Regions from separate parts of the Sus scrofa genome. Here region 2 is linked to region 1. A link is a contact called in public Hi-C data. All regions are on one chromosome and are shown on one strand. Each heading gives the region's core, a stretch centred on a gene start, on an enhancer-like site or on the middle of the called end of the contact. The rest is flanking DNA. Distances are from core to core; before and after follow the strand shown. Region 1 holds the start of TBCD (tubulin folding cofactor D). Region 2 holds the start of WDR45B (WD repeat domain 45B).

Evidence for each region. A called contact is a pair of places that touch in the nucleus more often than the background predicts.
Region 2: a Hi-C map of liver shows a contact between it and region 1, with 1.6 times the contacts expected there. The contact joins the promoter of WDR45B here to the promoter of TBCD in region 1. A contact is called at or near these places in 3 of 5 promoter capture datasets (fetal liver, fetal skeletal muscle and liver), 5 of 47 Hi-C or Micro-C datasets (embryonic fibroblasts, fetal liver, liver and 2 more) and 2 of 2 datasets of contacts at active chromatin or transcription factors (alveolar macrophages and skeletal muscle).

Annotation. Positions count from the first base shown.
Region 1 is chr12:443,953-450,857 of Sscrofa11.1, forward strand. It overlaps TBCD (tubulin folding cofactor D), which reads right to left and starts at 5,423. Exons shown (of 40, transcript NM_001244105.1): 1 at 5,216-5,423; 2 at 4,097-4,147. The coding sequence starts at 5,423. It overlaps FN3K (fructosamine-3-kinase), which reads right to left. Exons shown (of 6, transcript XM_003131131.5): 6 at 6,475-6,905. The coding sequence ends at 6,584.
Region 2 is chr12:518,338-525,975 of Sscrofa11.1, forward strand. It overlaps WDR45B (WD repeat domain 45B), which reads left to right and starts at 4,498. Exons shown (of 10, transcript NM_001190296.1): 1 at 4,498-4,663. The coding sequence starts at 4,597.

The DNA.
Region 1 (6,905 bases), core at 4,173-6,672:
TTAAACACCAATATGATATTAAAATGTCAAAAGAGGAGTTCCCGTCATGGCGCAGTGGTTAGCGAATCCGACTAGGAACCATAGGGTTGCGGGTTCGATCCCTGCCCTTGCTCAGTGGGTTAACGATCCGGCGTTGCCGTGAGCTGTGGTGTAGGTTGCAGACGCGGCTCGGATCCCGCGTTGCTGTGGCTCTGGCGTAGGCCGGTGGCTACAGCTCCGATTGGACCCCTAGCCTGGGAATCTCCATATGCCGCAGGAGCGGCCCTAGAAAAGGCAAAAAAACAAAAAAACAAACAAAAAAAAATGTCAAAAGAAAAAAAGGGGCCATTTAGAAATCGAAGAATGGTTCGGTATTAGTAAATTTATATAATCCAAGTATCAAATAAAGCAAAAAAACTTTCATCGTAACAGCTTCTAAAAGAGCATTAGTTTTAAAATGCAGCAAAAATATTCTTTTTTTTTTTTTTTTTTTGTCTTCTCTAGTGCCGTTTCCCACGGCATATGGAGGTTCCCAGACTAGGGGTCTAATTGGAGCTGTAGATGCTGGCCTACACCAGAGCCACCGCAACATGGGACGTGAGCCGTGTCTGCGACCCACACCACAGCTCACAACAACGCCAGATCCTTAACCCACTGAGCAAGGCCAGGAATCGAACCTGCAACCTCATGGTTCCTAGTCAGATTCGTTAACCACTGCGCCACAACGGGAACTCCAATATTCTTACTTTTTAAAATAATTCTACCTCCGATCACTGCGTTTTTTCCTTTTTTTGGCCGCTCCACAACACATGGAATTCTTGGGCTAGAGATCAGATCCAAGCCACAGCTTCGGCAATGGATCCTTAACCCACTATGCCAGGCGGGGGATCAAACCTGTGTCTTATAATGTGAGAAAAAAGAATGTATATGCGTATGTGTGACTGGGTCGCCTTGCTGTATAGGAGAAAACTGACAGAACAGTGTAAACTAGCTATAATGGAAAAAAATAAAAATCATTAAAAAAAACCTGTGTCTCAGCACTCCCAAGTCACAGCCAATCCCGCTGCACCGCAGCGGGAACTCCTCCAATCAGGATGTAATACCATGCATTACAGAGGCTTCCTCCTGCAACTCCTGTGACTCAGTAACAATCGGGTTCTAACCAAGCAGTAAGACAGACGACAAAGGACTTCCACTTCCAGCTATAAAAGCACAACCGGGGAGGAGTTCCCATCGTGGCTCGGAGGATTAAGGACCAGACACTGTTTCCGTGAGGATGTGAGTTCAATCCCTAGCCTTGCTCAGTGGGTTAAGAATCCGGTGAAGCTGTGAGCTGTGGTTCAGGTTGCAGATGTGGCCTGGATCTGGCGTGGCTGTGGCTGTGGTGGAGGCCGGCAGCTGCAGCTCCTATTTGACCCCTAGCCTGGGGACCTCCCTATGCCGCAGGTGCAGCCCTAAGGAAAAATAAAGAAAAGAATAATCAGGGAACTGGACAAATATATTTGCAGGGTGACACGCCAGAGGCCGCTGAGCAGAGGATGCGCCCCAGAAGCCTGCAGAGGTCCCCTCAAGTCTGAGGCTGCATCTTCACATGCACAGCAGTTAGTCCACAAGGCTGGGCCTGAACAACTCCCACAGCTCACACAGGGTGACATTCAAATTCCTCAGGGCCAGAGTGCAGAGTCCTCGTGGAGCACCCAGAGCAACCAGCAGACCTTCCAGAAAAGTCTTCCTTAGTATAAGGCTTAATTAGAGAAAATCTAGAGAAAAAGCTTTTTCTCCCTAACAAAGCTTAAACAGGATTGAAAGGATATCACAGTGCAATTAACTAAACTGTTTGCTGAACTTCCATACTCTTAAAAAACAAAAACTTAAAAACACCCATCAAGCTACCAAACACAATGTCTATCATCCACTCAAAAATCACCAGACCTGCAACTGTTTAAAATTACTGTGATCTCAGAGTTCCTGTCGTGGCTCAGTGGTTAATGAACCCAACTAGGAACCATGAGGTTGCGGGTTCGATCCCTGGCCTCGCTCAGTGGGTTAAGGATCCGGCGATGCCGTGAGCTGTGGTGCAGGTCACAGACACGGCTCAGATATGGTGTGGCTGTGGCTGTGGTGTAGGCCGGCGGCTGTAGCTCCAATTCGACCCTAGCCTGGGAACCTCCACATGCCGTGGGTGCGGCCCTGAAGACACACAAATAAAGACAAAATTACTGTGATCTCTGACAGAAGAACCAGACAACAAAAATGGCCAGAAATGACAAAGATGATAGGATTCGTAGATATAAACTTTAAAACATAGGAACTATGTCTAACCACTTGTGATGAATCTACACATGTATGTATAACCAGGTCACCACGCTGTACAGTAGAAAACTGACAGAATACTGTAAACCAGCTGTAATGGAAAAAATAAAAACCACTATAATAAATAAACTTTCAAACAATACCATAAGAACTACAATACATCCTCAAGGATGCTAAAGAAAACAAACAATACGCAAAAAGAAATAGAGGATGTTTTAAAAACAAACAGAATTTCAAGAGCTGGAAAAAATAAGACCTGAAGTGAAAAATTAAATTGGATCAACAGCAGACTAGACACTACAAACGAAAAAAAATCAGAAAACCTGAAGATACAATAGTAAGAACTGTACCCTACGGGAGAAAAAAGGAAGTGGACAATTAAAGGGCCGCAGGGCACTGCCGAAGTATCAGCCGAGTTCGTCAGCAGACGTGTGACTGGAGTCCAGGGGAGAGGAGGAGGCAAGGACAGAGAAAGCGCCTCAGTGGAGCTCCCGCCGTGGCTCAGGGGGTTAAGAACCTGACTAGTGGAGTTTCTGCTGTGGCTCAGCAGAAACGAAGCCCACTAGCGTCCACGAGGATGCAGGTTTGATCCCTGGCACTGCACAGTGGGTTAAGGACCCGGTGTCGCCGGGAGCTGCGGTGTAGAGGTCACAGGTCCGGCCTTGATGCAGCTGTGGTGTAGGCCAGCAGCTACAGCTCCAATTCAACCCCTAGCCCAGGAACTTCCATAGGCCGTGGGTGGGGCCCTAAAATGCGGAAAAAAAGAAAAGAAAAGAAAGAAAGGCCTAGAGCAAGTCATACCCTCCTAAAATACCAGGTTCTAGGAACCTCCAGGGGCACAAGAGGCTCCTGAAGCCATAACTCAAAGGTGGACGCAGCATCGCTGGGCGAGGGAGGACAGAGGACCTCCCGTCTCCTCCCGGCCGGCCTGCTGACCATGCCTCAGATGGGCGGACTGTGCCGGGACAGTGGACATCTCTGAAAGCTCATCTCCACAAGCCCGCTTGTTACTTGAAAAAGAAAAACCAGCAGGCACCTGTGTGCACACACTGACGCCTGGTGCCTCACGGGGTGACGCGTCTAAGGTCTCAACAGCCCTGGGGGCAGCAGTGCTGACGACATGGCACCCCAGGGAGAAAACTCAGGACAGAGCAGCTACACGGCAGTGGAGGGGACGTAAACCGGGGAGGTCCAGCCCTGGGGTTCCTGACCCACTGCCACCCCCATGAAGGTCCCGGGTTCAACTGAAGGTCCTGTCTCGACCTTCCTCCTTCCCAAGTTCACCGCCAGGAGCACGTGTTCCTACTGCAGGTCAAGAGAAAGGGGAAAAAGCGTTATGGGGCAAAAAATAAAGAAAATAGTAAGACCCAAAAGAAACAAACCAGAAAGACCATTCCCTCTATGCTAAAGTCAAGGAAACCCAAGCCTCAGGGTCTCCACTTGTGAAATGCAGACGCCACAGAAGCACACAGTGAGATTCAAGACGATTACACAGCAAGGCACTTACCCACTTGCTCCTAGGTGACAACATGTGCCAGAGATGAACAGACCAAAACACACGTGATGAGCAAAAGAAACAGCAGCAAGGAAGCAAGTAACTCAAATACACCTGCCCGCAGCCAAGAGAACATGCGGAATGCCCACCACCATCACCAAGTCAGACCCGGGCACTTCATCCGTTTACCGCTGCTGGTGAGCACGCACGCACGCGCACACACACAGGTGCACACGCACACTGCATACCCCAAGGCCTTTGTGATCATCTGTAACTGATAAAATCGAAACCATCAGCCTCTATTCTTACCTAGGTGTGGGTCCAACAGGTGAGGCTGCTCCTGATATTTGTCCATTATGACTAAAGAGAAAAACAAGGTAAGATTAACATCACTGAGGCAGACAGACACAGGTGCTCTGGAAACACATGCTGACTCCCAGGGCAGCTCCCAAGAGTCCAGGCCACCCGAGGGAGCCCCCCCAGGGCCACTATGTCCTGGCCTCGCTCTCCACCTGCCCAGCACTCCTTCCTCCCTTTGCCCCTGCTGACAGCCAAGCCAGTTCTCCCCTCCGTGAAACACACACGCTGCCCTGCCTTCACTCTCCCAGTGCCCCACACACCAAGCAACTGCCCTCGGTGCCCTCGCACCACGGGCCTCCTTGACTCCACCGAGCCTGGGCTCACTCCTATCCGATGGGAGCAGTGCCTTCGCCTACGGCAGCAGTCTGGACCACGGTCAGTCCTCCTCTGACCGCTCCCCAGGCTGGGACAGCCCGTGGGCCCGCACGAGGTACCGCCGGTGCCAACCCCGGGGACAGCCGGAGACACAGACTCAGAGCAATCAAGCCACCAGCCCAGGTGGCAAGGGGCTGTCCCTCTCCCAGGTGAGAACTGTCATCACAAAGCCCGGAAAGCAGAAGGCGAAGAAATTGCTTTAGTGAAAGAGGCCCTCGAAGACGGTTTTACTGAATCACAAAACCCTGCTTAGCCACCTCAGCAGGGAATCCTAAGAAATCGTTCGGACGTTGTGGGTCGGCTCCAAGGCTCTGTCTACACCTGGAGAATCCAGACCGACCCTCAACCTCTGAGGCGCGGGTCGATCCGCCATCCCGACGGCGCTGCTCGGCCGGGCGGCGGGTCTGCGGCTAACGGCTCGGGCGGCGGCCCCACACCCGCTCGGCCTCGCCTCTCCCCTCCGGCTCCCGCGCAGCCCGCACCGCCGACTCGGAGGAACTGCGCTGCGCGACCGCCCCAGCGCCGGGGCACAGGGCGGGGCGGCCCACCCCTCGCTGCCCCACTGCGGGACGTGGGCCCGGAGGACCGGCGCCCCGGGTCCGCGCGCGCCGTCTCCGGGCGCAGAAAGGAGCGGGTCCGGCGCGGGCGCTCGGGGCACCTGCGCGCCCCCTCCCTCCCCCGACCCGCACGCACCCCGGAACCGCTCCAGGGCGCCCTCCCGAGCCGCGCGGTCGCCGAGCACCGCGGGCAGGCGGCCGAGCAGCTCCCGCGTCTCCGCGCTCTCTCCGAACGACTCGAGGGCGGCGCCGCGGGCCAGCGCCGCATCCTCCGCCGCATCCTCCGCCCGGTCCTCCGCCACGTCCGCCGGGGCGCCCGGGGCCAGCTCCTCGCTCAAGGCCATCCTCCGCGGCCGAAAGGCACCCGCGACCTCGCAGCTGGCTCCGCGGGGGCGCTGGGCGCGGGGCAGGGGCGTGAGGCGCGGAGCACCAGGCGTGAGGCGCGGGCGGCGAGGCGCGCTCCCAGCTGAGGCGGAGGAGGCGGCAACGACGCAGGCCCCGCCCCGCGACCTCCGACCTTGCGCGCAGGCCCCGCTACGGAGCGCGCCGGCCGCCAAAATAGTGCGGGGGGCGGCCAGGCCGGTGTGGGGGCGGGGCCCAGAGGACCGGACCTCAGACGGGCCGCGCCCCCTTCCCCGCGCACGCGCACTGCGTCCCTGCGTGGCCGCGGTCGCGTGTGTGTGTGTCTGTGTGTGTGTGTGTCTGTGTGTGTCTCTGTGTCTGTGTGTGGCGGCCTTCCAGCAAAGCCGTCTTCAGGCGCAGGTGCACGCCGCTAGGCAGTGCACTTTCCAGAGAAGAGGCCGTCGGGCGCTGGTGATGCCAGGAGCTAATTGGTGATCCGGGAGAAGTGAGAACGGTGCGGCTGCAGGCTTCAGAGATGCACTCTGGGTGTGCCCGGTGCCCCGCAGTCTCGCCCCTCCACGGTGACAGCCGGACACCCCGACCACCCCGGACACCCCAGACACCCCACCGCCCCAGGCACCCGTCAAGGCACACCCCCCACCAAGGCTCCCGCCCCCTCCACCCCCCTCCGTCCAGCAGAACACCAGCTGCGAATGGGGCGCGCGCGGGGGCGGGGGGGGGAGCTTCTTTCCAACCATCCACCTCAGTAAGGGTGGCCTAGGAGCCCCGCTCAGACCCCGGGATGCTGCGCTGGGCCAATCCTGTGGTCCCCAGTTCTCCCTAAGCCAGAAACAGGAATCCACAGAGAGACGCGACACCAACTTCCGCCTAAGCGAACCCCAAACCTGTGTGCATTTCTATACAACTGTCATGAAAGGACCCAACTCCACGTTCCGCAAGATGGATAGGCCATGAGCCTGTCCGAGACCTTTCAGGTGGTCTGGGCCCCCCTAAGTTAGCCCAGCTGCAAGGAGGACACAGGTGAAGCCGAGCACGCGGTTCCATCCCCGAGACCCCAAGGGCTTTATTGTCCTGAAGTCCCTCCGGCGCTGCGGCCCCAGCTTTGCGAGGCGCCTGAGCGGGGACGGGACGGAGCCGGCTGCTACTTGAGAAGCTTCCGCATGGTGCCCAGGGACGGGCTCCTGTACTGCCGCCCGAAGTGGTTCCAGTGGTTTAGGTAGTTAAAGAGCTGGTAGAGCAGCAGCCGCCTGTCAAACCCGGGAGCCTTGGGGACCTTCCGGTGGTAGGCGGTGAAGAAGGGCCTGGGAAAACCCCCGAACATCAAGGCAATGGCCAGTTCGAACTCAGAGTGGCCGTAGAAGGAGGCCGGGTCATACACGACGGGCCCCAAGTCGTCCTCCGCCACGTTTCCGGACCAGAGGTCCCCGTGAAGAAGGGCGGGGACAATCTCTAGGCCACAAAAC
Region 2 (7,638 bases), core at 3,248-5,747, 73 kb after region 1:
AGCCACCCCGGATGCAGACTCCAGCCTGCAGAGCCATGAGAGGCGCATTTCGCTTGTTTCAGGCCGCGAGTTTGGGGCAGTGAAGACAACCGGGACCCTCACAAGACAAGGAAGTCGTTAGACTTCACAGTAGAAACTGCTGTCACAGTGGCGTTTCTGGGAGTTCCCTGGTAGCTCCGCAGGTTAAGGACCCAACATTGTCACCACTGTGGCGTGGGTTTGATCCCTGGCCCCGAAACTTCCACATGCCGTGGGTGAGGCCAAAGGAAAATAGTGGCATTTCTGTGAAATAAAAACAAACCCAGGAGTTCCTGTCGTGGCTCAGCCGTAATGAACCCAACTAGTATCCATGAGGACACAGGTTTGATCCCTGGCCTCGCTCAATGGATTAAGGATCCAGAGTGGCCGTGAGCTGTGGTGCAGGTCACAGGCGCAGCTCGGATCCTGCATTGCTGTGGCTGTGGTGTAGGCTGGCAGCTGTAGCTCCAATTCAACCCCTTGCCTAGCAACCCCCGTATGCTGCAGGTGCGGCCCTAAAAAGCAGCGTTCACTCCCTGCTCCCTACAGGCTGCTGGGCCTCACCTCCCCGGGGGCCCTGCCTCCACTGGGGGTGACACCAGAGCAAGGCTGTGAGGCTCACAAAGCCTCTGAACCAGGCAGCCGTTGCTGCAGAGGCTTCTGCGACCCACTACACTGGGCCAGGATCAAACCGGGGCCTCTCCAGCAACCCAAGCCACTGCAGTCAGATTCTTAACCCCCGAAAAATAGAAATAAAATAAAAAGATTCTTTTTTTTTTTTTTTTTTGGTCTTTTTGTCCTTTTTTTTAGGGCCTCACCTGAGGCATATGGAGGTTCCCAGGCTAGGGGTCGAATCGGAACTGTGGCCGCCAGCTACACCACAGTCACAGTAACATGGCATCCAAGCTGAGTCTGCAACCTACACCACAGCTCACGGCAATGCCAGATCCTTAACCCACTGAGCGAGGCCAGGGATCGAACCCACAACCTCATGGTTGCTAGTCGGATTCGTTTCTGCTGCACCACACAGGAATTCCCTAAAGTAAAAAGATTCTTAACCCAGGGTGCCACAGCAGGAACTCCCCAAGTTTGGGTTTTCATATGACTGTCCCTTTCCCGCCTCAGTCTGGAACTCAAGGTGCAGTACTGCTTCTTTCTCTCTGCTTTTCCACAATAACAGTGGAACCAGCCCAGCGCAGAGGTCTCTGAGTCATCGTGGTGAGGAAGACAGAGGCAAAAGTCCACCCTGCCCCCAGGCAGCTGCTGCTGCTCCAGCCTTCGCCCCTTCTAGGTGAGGCAGTCAGAGGTGCTGTCACTGCCGTCAGCCAAAGACTAGCAGGAACTCACGGAAGAGGGAGACTTTGCCTGGCGCTTCCCGTGGGAAGGTGCTGGAAAGGACTCTGCCCAGCCTGTGCTGGGGGAGCACTGTGCCAGGCTCCATGCTCTCAGGGAGCGGCGGCGAGGCTGGGATGGCCATCTGGGTAACTCTGGGCTGGCAGGAATGGAGGCTAAGAACGGCTAACATGTCAGGTCTCCCTCCGCTTTCCTCTTGGGAGGACGCAAGTGATGGCATTTAGGGCACGTTCAGATCATCCAGAACCCCCCCGCCCCCTGCCCTCAGGTCCTTAATCTAAACACATCTGCACAGATTCTTTTCCCCAAATGCAGTACTGTTTGCAGGTTCAGATGTGAGGACCTGACAACTTTGAGGGCCCTTCTTCAGCTTGCTGTGAGCTGAAGCAAGCTTCCAGCTGGCCTGGCTTAAACCTCACCTGTTCATTCTACAGCTGTGCAGTCAGGAGCTCGGAACAATCCTCCAGGGGCTAAACTCAAGGGGTGGGCAGGGCTGGTTTCTTCTACAGGACAAGGGAGGACCGGGTCCAGCCTCTTCTGGTTCTGGCTGCTGGAAGCACCCAGTTCTCTGGCCCCCCACTGGACTGGGCTAACCTCTGCCTCTGCTCACACAGGCCCTCCTGGCTCCCTCTCATAATGGGGTGGCCTTTGGGGCCCAGCTCAAGGTCCATAACACGAGCCCATCTGCACAGTCACTTCCGCCACACGAGGTGACACGTTCGCATCTCTGGGGCCGTTTTCCGGCCTTACGCCGGGGCCCCTCTCCCGGTGCGGGGAGCCTCTGCCCAGGAGCAATGCCATCGCCAGGTCTGTGAACCACGCCTGCTTCCTTCCACGTTGGCATCCACGGACCTACGTGTCCCGCCGTGAGCCTCGCGCACAGTGAGTCGTGCGCACCTGTCCATCGCCGGGGTGGGTTGGGGTGGGAGGGCACGTCTTCTCTGCACAGGCGGCTAAACTCCCTGGCCTTGCCCGGCACTTTTCATCTTGCAAAAGCACCTTTAATAAACCTGCAGATGCGACCCTGGGTCACAGGGACACTCAGAGTCTCCCCGAGAGGGTCCTGGGCAGCATCTCCTCCTGGGGCCAAGGCTGTGGAGACCCTAGGTAGTGTTTTCCTTACAAAAGGGGGCTGGGCTCTCCCACAGCACCTATGGCAAGCCTGTGCCCCTCTGCCTGGCTCAAACCCCGTCTGCCCTCAGAGGTGGGAGTGGCTTGACAGGGTCCTGCTCTCCCTTCCCATCTCCCCAGAAGACTTGGGGCTCGTCATGGGGCCAGGAGGGCCCCCATCTGGGGGTCTAGGGGGTGGTCGTGAGGCCGCGTGGGCCCCCATCTGGGGTCCAGGGGGTGGTTGTGGGGTCTGGGGGAGAATCCTCCCAGACCTCTTCCAGCTCTTGGTGGCCCGAAAACCTTGGCTTTCGCTGCCTTGACCACACCACCCCAATCTCAGCCTCCACCACCCCTGGCCACCCTCTCTGTGCCCCTCCCCCTCCTCTCTCCAAAGGAGAAGGTTTGCCATTGGACTCAAAGCCATCTTCCCAGGGTGAAGGTGAGCCATCTTAGAATCTTTAATCATGCATCTGGGCGGACAAATTGTTTTTGTTTTTGTTTTTGCTTTTTAAGGCCGTACCCGCGGCATATGGAAGTTCCCAGGTTGGGGACTGAATCGAGCTGCAGCTGTCAGCTCCACCAGAGCCACAGCAGTGCCGGATCCTTAACCCACTGAATGAGGCCAGGGATCGAACCTGAGTCCTCACGGATACTCGTTGGGGTCATCACAGCTTCGGCTTGACGGGAACTCCTGGGTGGACACATCTTTGAGGCTCCTGTCAACCCCAGCGCAGTGGGTGCAGCGCCTTGAGCTTCCTGGTTAGGCTGTGGTAAGGAGATGCCCCACAAACACCCCAGCCCGGTACCACAGTGGAACTGAGTGACATGTGAATTGGAGGTGGCCTGGAGGTAGCCTCTGGGAAATCAAGAGAAAAGCTGGGCCCCTCACTTCCCCACGCGCCGCCCAGGACCACAGGTAATTGCTGGAGCTCCAGGTGGTAACAGCCAGACCGGGCTCCAGCAGCAGGGTTCCTTGAGTCTGGGATGTGCCGCAAGGGGCCCTGGGTCTGGGATTAGATCTCGTCCAAACCATGGGTTGCTGCCTGTCCAGCCCTGCCAGCCTGCAACCCCCACGGTGGATGGAGTGAGAGGGTTGCAGGTGGGTGGGTGTGGGGGGAGGTGGACAGTGGAGCGGAAGGCCGGAGGGGTCTCTGCGGGGGGACTCACAGGCCAGATGCTCCTGCCTCTGTGGCCTCTTGAGCTGGATAGGAGCTGGGCTGGCTCCTTGGTGCTGGGAAGCCCAGAACCTTATCCAGGGATGGGCTGGATCCCAGGGGCTGTGTGTCCTGGGGTGGGGGGTGAGGGTGCCAGGTGTGTGTCCTGGAGATTCTGTGTCCTCCCACTCTCCACATAGTAAAAAAATCTGCGTGTAATTTGGAGTCAGCGCTCCTATCGCGTCACTGCGGTTCTGCACTTGCTGCTGCACTTACTACTGAAAAATGCCTGTGTAAGTGGCCTGCATTGGTCAAGGGTCACCTGCACTTCCATTTCCTCTCTTCCACCCATTTTGGTGTTTTTGCGTACATTTTACTAGCATTCCTGTAAAAACTCCATAGTGCACTGTCATTTTCACCGAGACACATCTTTTTATCAATTAAAAATAAGAAAAGGTCTCTTACGTTTGCCTTAATTTACACGATTTCCGGGGGAACTTGAGTTACTGTGGGGGTCTGGGCCCCGCCTGCTCCTGAGGGTCGAGGGGCACAGCTGTTACTTTGAATCGAAGTTCACGGGTGGGTGGGTGGCCCTAGCGGGGGTGTCCTCCCACCCAGGCAGGCGGTTCCGGGCCCCCAGCCCTCCCCGCCCTCTCCAGATGAGGCCCCGCCCCTCGGGCCAGGCCCCGCCCCAGAAGCGGCCCGCCGGCTCCGCCCCCAAGATGCCCCGCCCCTTCTGGCGCGGCCCCGCCCCCCGTGGACGTGACGCTCTCGCGCTCCTAACCGGCCTGCAGGCCCCGGGTGGATGCGCTCGGAGCTCCGCGCTCCCTGGCTGCGCGCGCAGGTGGTGGCCTCTCACTTCCGGCCGCGGCGGCCTCCGCGCTGGCCAGACAGACCCCGACGGCCCCGGCCTCCCTGAGCGGCATGCGGCGCTGAGGCGCGGCGGACCCCGGGCGGCGCCATGAACCTCCTACCCTGCAACCCGCACGGCAACGGGCTGCTGTATGCCGGCTTCAACCAGGACCACGGTGAGGGGAGTCCCGCGGAGGCCCCGGCCCCGGCCCTCCCGCCGCCGCTGCTCCTCCCGGGCGGCGTCCCGCCTGGGCCTCCCGCTCCCCCGGGCGGCGTCGGCGCCGAGCCCAGGCGGCTCGTCCGCGGCCCTGCACGCCCCGCCCCCCGCCCCCGGCGCCCCCTCCTGCCCCCCGGGCACCCCTCCGCTACGCCCCTCGGCCGCCGGCCCACCGCCCCGGCCCGCCCTCGGACCTGACGGGCTTTCCCTGCGGCTTCAGGGTCACCAGCGGACGGGCCCGGGTCGAGCGAGGTGCGGACGCCCGGCCCTTCGCCGCCCTCCCCCACCCGCGCAGGCCCTCGCCCTCGCCCGCGAAGGTCTTCGCCTTTTCTGCTGGTTTCAGAAGAAAATGCCGCCGGATGCACATTTTCTTCTTTTGTTGGGTGCAGCACGCCTTTGGGGAAATGGCTTGTTTCGCGTTTCGAGGCCGGCGGGGTGCGGGGCCCCTTGTTCGCCGGCTTTGGAACCGGACTGTAGAGGATCCAGAAGCAGGAGCTGCGGTGCCGGTATTTGTGGAGAAAGTTCTGAGCAGATAGATTCAAACAGACCGGGCCGGGGTCGGCCGGCTCTGTCGGCGCGGGGTCAGTGGCTTGTGGGGTGCTGGCTCCGAGGTTCTGGCCTGGGGCCCAAGGAGACTGACGTGTGTCCGGGGACCGGGGCGGGGCAGGGTCTTGGAGGGGTGGGGCTGGGGACCGCAGGCGGTGTGGCCCCACCGCGGGGGTTTCGGGGTGCGCTTGGGGGGCCACTTGTTAGACGCTGGGGAGTAAGCAAGGGGTTGAACACTATGAGTTTTGAATTCCAGAAGGAGGACCAGCAGGTTTTTAATAGGTTTTGATAGTAATTGAGAACTCTTTAAGGAGTTAACGTGGTTTTGAAAACTCTTTGAGAAATGTGCTTTCAGTGAAAACAGGTGGGTAAGGGAGGGGAGAGGCAGCTTCAAAAAAAAAAAAGAAAAAAAGGCAAAATCGAAAAGCTTGCTGCCTCTGAGGCCCTTAAATGCAAGGTCTCCTCTGTCTCCTTAGTGGCAGACGAATCCTTGTACTAAGTTTCAGCATAAGGATAGAGGCTTGTAAATGGTGTTAATTACTTTACAGTGACATTTATCCTTTTTTATTAAATTTTTTATTGTTGTTGATTTACATAGTTCGGTCAGTTTCTACTGTACAGCTCGGTGAACCAGTGACCCTCTTTCTCGTATTATCTTGAGCCATGCTCCATCACAAGTGATTGGACATAGTTCCCAGTGCTGTGCAGAGGTCTCTGTCTACCCGGTCCTAAATGTAACAGTCTGTGTCTGTTAACCCAAACTCCCACTCCCTCGCCTCCGAAACCACACTTTGGCTGAGTCTGCCTCTGTTCTGAAGGTAGCTTCAGCTGTGCCACATTTTAGATCATTTACACTGTTTTGTGTTTTGTTTGTGTGTTTTTTTCATTTGTGGCCACCCAGTGGCATATGGAGCTCCTGGGCCAGGGATCAAATCCGAGGAGCAGTCACGACCTAAGCCACAAGTGTGGCAACACCGGATCCTTGATCCACTGTGCTGGGTGGGGGATCGAACCTGCGTCCTAGTGCTCCCAAGAAACAGCCAGTTCCGTTGCGCAACAGTGGGAGCTCCGGTACTGCTTTTGTAAAGGTTTCATCAGGAGTTCCTGTCGTCTCAGCGGAAACGAATCTGACTAGCATCCGGGAGAATGCAGATCCGATCCCTGGCCTCACTTAGTGGGTTAAGGATGTGGTATTGCCGTGAGCTGTGGTGTGGTTCACAGACACGGCTCAGATCTGGCATTGATGTGGCTGTGGTGGAGGCCGGCAGCTGTAGCTCCAATTCGACCCTTAGCCCGGGAACTTCCATATGCCTGGGGTGCAGCCCTAAAAAGACCAAAAATAAAAAAGTTCCATCAAAGATTATTTATTTAGCTTTTTAGGGCCGCACCTGGGCCATATGGAGGTTCCCAGACTAGGGGTCAAATCAGAGCTACAGCTGCCGGCCTGCACCACAGCCACATCAATGCCAGATCTGAGCCACGTCTGCAACCTACACCACAGCTCACGGCAGCAGCAGATCCTTAACCCACTGAGCTAGGCCAGGAATGGAACCCCCAACCCACAACCTCATGGTTCCTAGTCGAATTAGTTTCCGCTGTGCCACGACAAGAACGCCCATCAAAGGTTGTTTTAAAAGTAGAGCTTCGGGAGTTCCCGTCGTGGCGCATTGGTTGACGAATCCGACTAGGAACCATGAAGTTGCGGGTTCGATCCCTGCCCTTTCTCAGTGGGTTAACGATCTGGCGTTGCCGTGAGCTGTGGGATAGGTTGCAGGCGTGGCTCGGATCTTGCGTTGCTGTGGCTCTGGCGTCGGCTGGCAGCTACAGCTCCGATTCGACCCCTAGCCTGGGAACCTCCATATGCCGCTGGAGCGGTTCAAGAAATGGCAAAAAGACAAAAAAAAAAAAAAAAAAAAGTACAGCTTCGGCTTTTACATGGTTATGTTTCAGATGTCTGAAAAATAAATGCGCTTTTAACAAATCATGAGGAAAGTTTACAGTGTTACTGAAAAAATATGCTTTTGTACTTAAGCTTTTGGTTATCCTTAGGCTAACTCACTGTAATGCAGATTTATGCCGGAGGGCTGAGTTCATTACATTCTGGTTTTATTCATACTGATTTTTTTTCTTTGAGGGCCACACCTGTGGCATATGGAAGTTCCCAGCCTAGGGGGTTGAATCCGAGCTACAGCTGCTGGCCTCCACCGCAGCCACAGGAACGCCAGATCCGAGCTGCATCTGCAACTTATACCACAGCTCACGGCAACGCCGGATCCTTGACCCATTGAGCAAGGCCAGGGATCAAACCCGCATCCTCATGGATACCTGTCAGATTCATTTCCGCTGAGCTAGGATGGGAACGCCCATGTTTATACTGATTTTTAATTT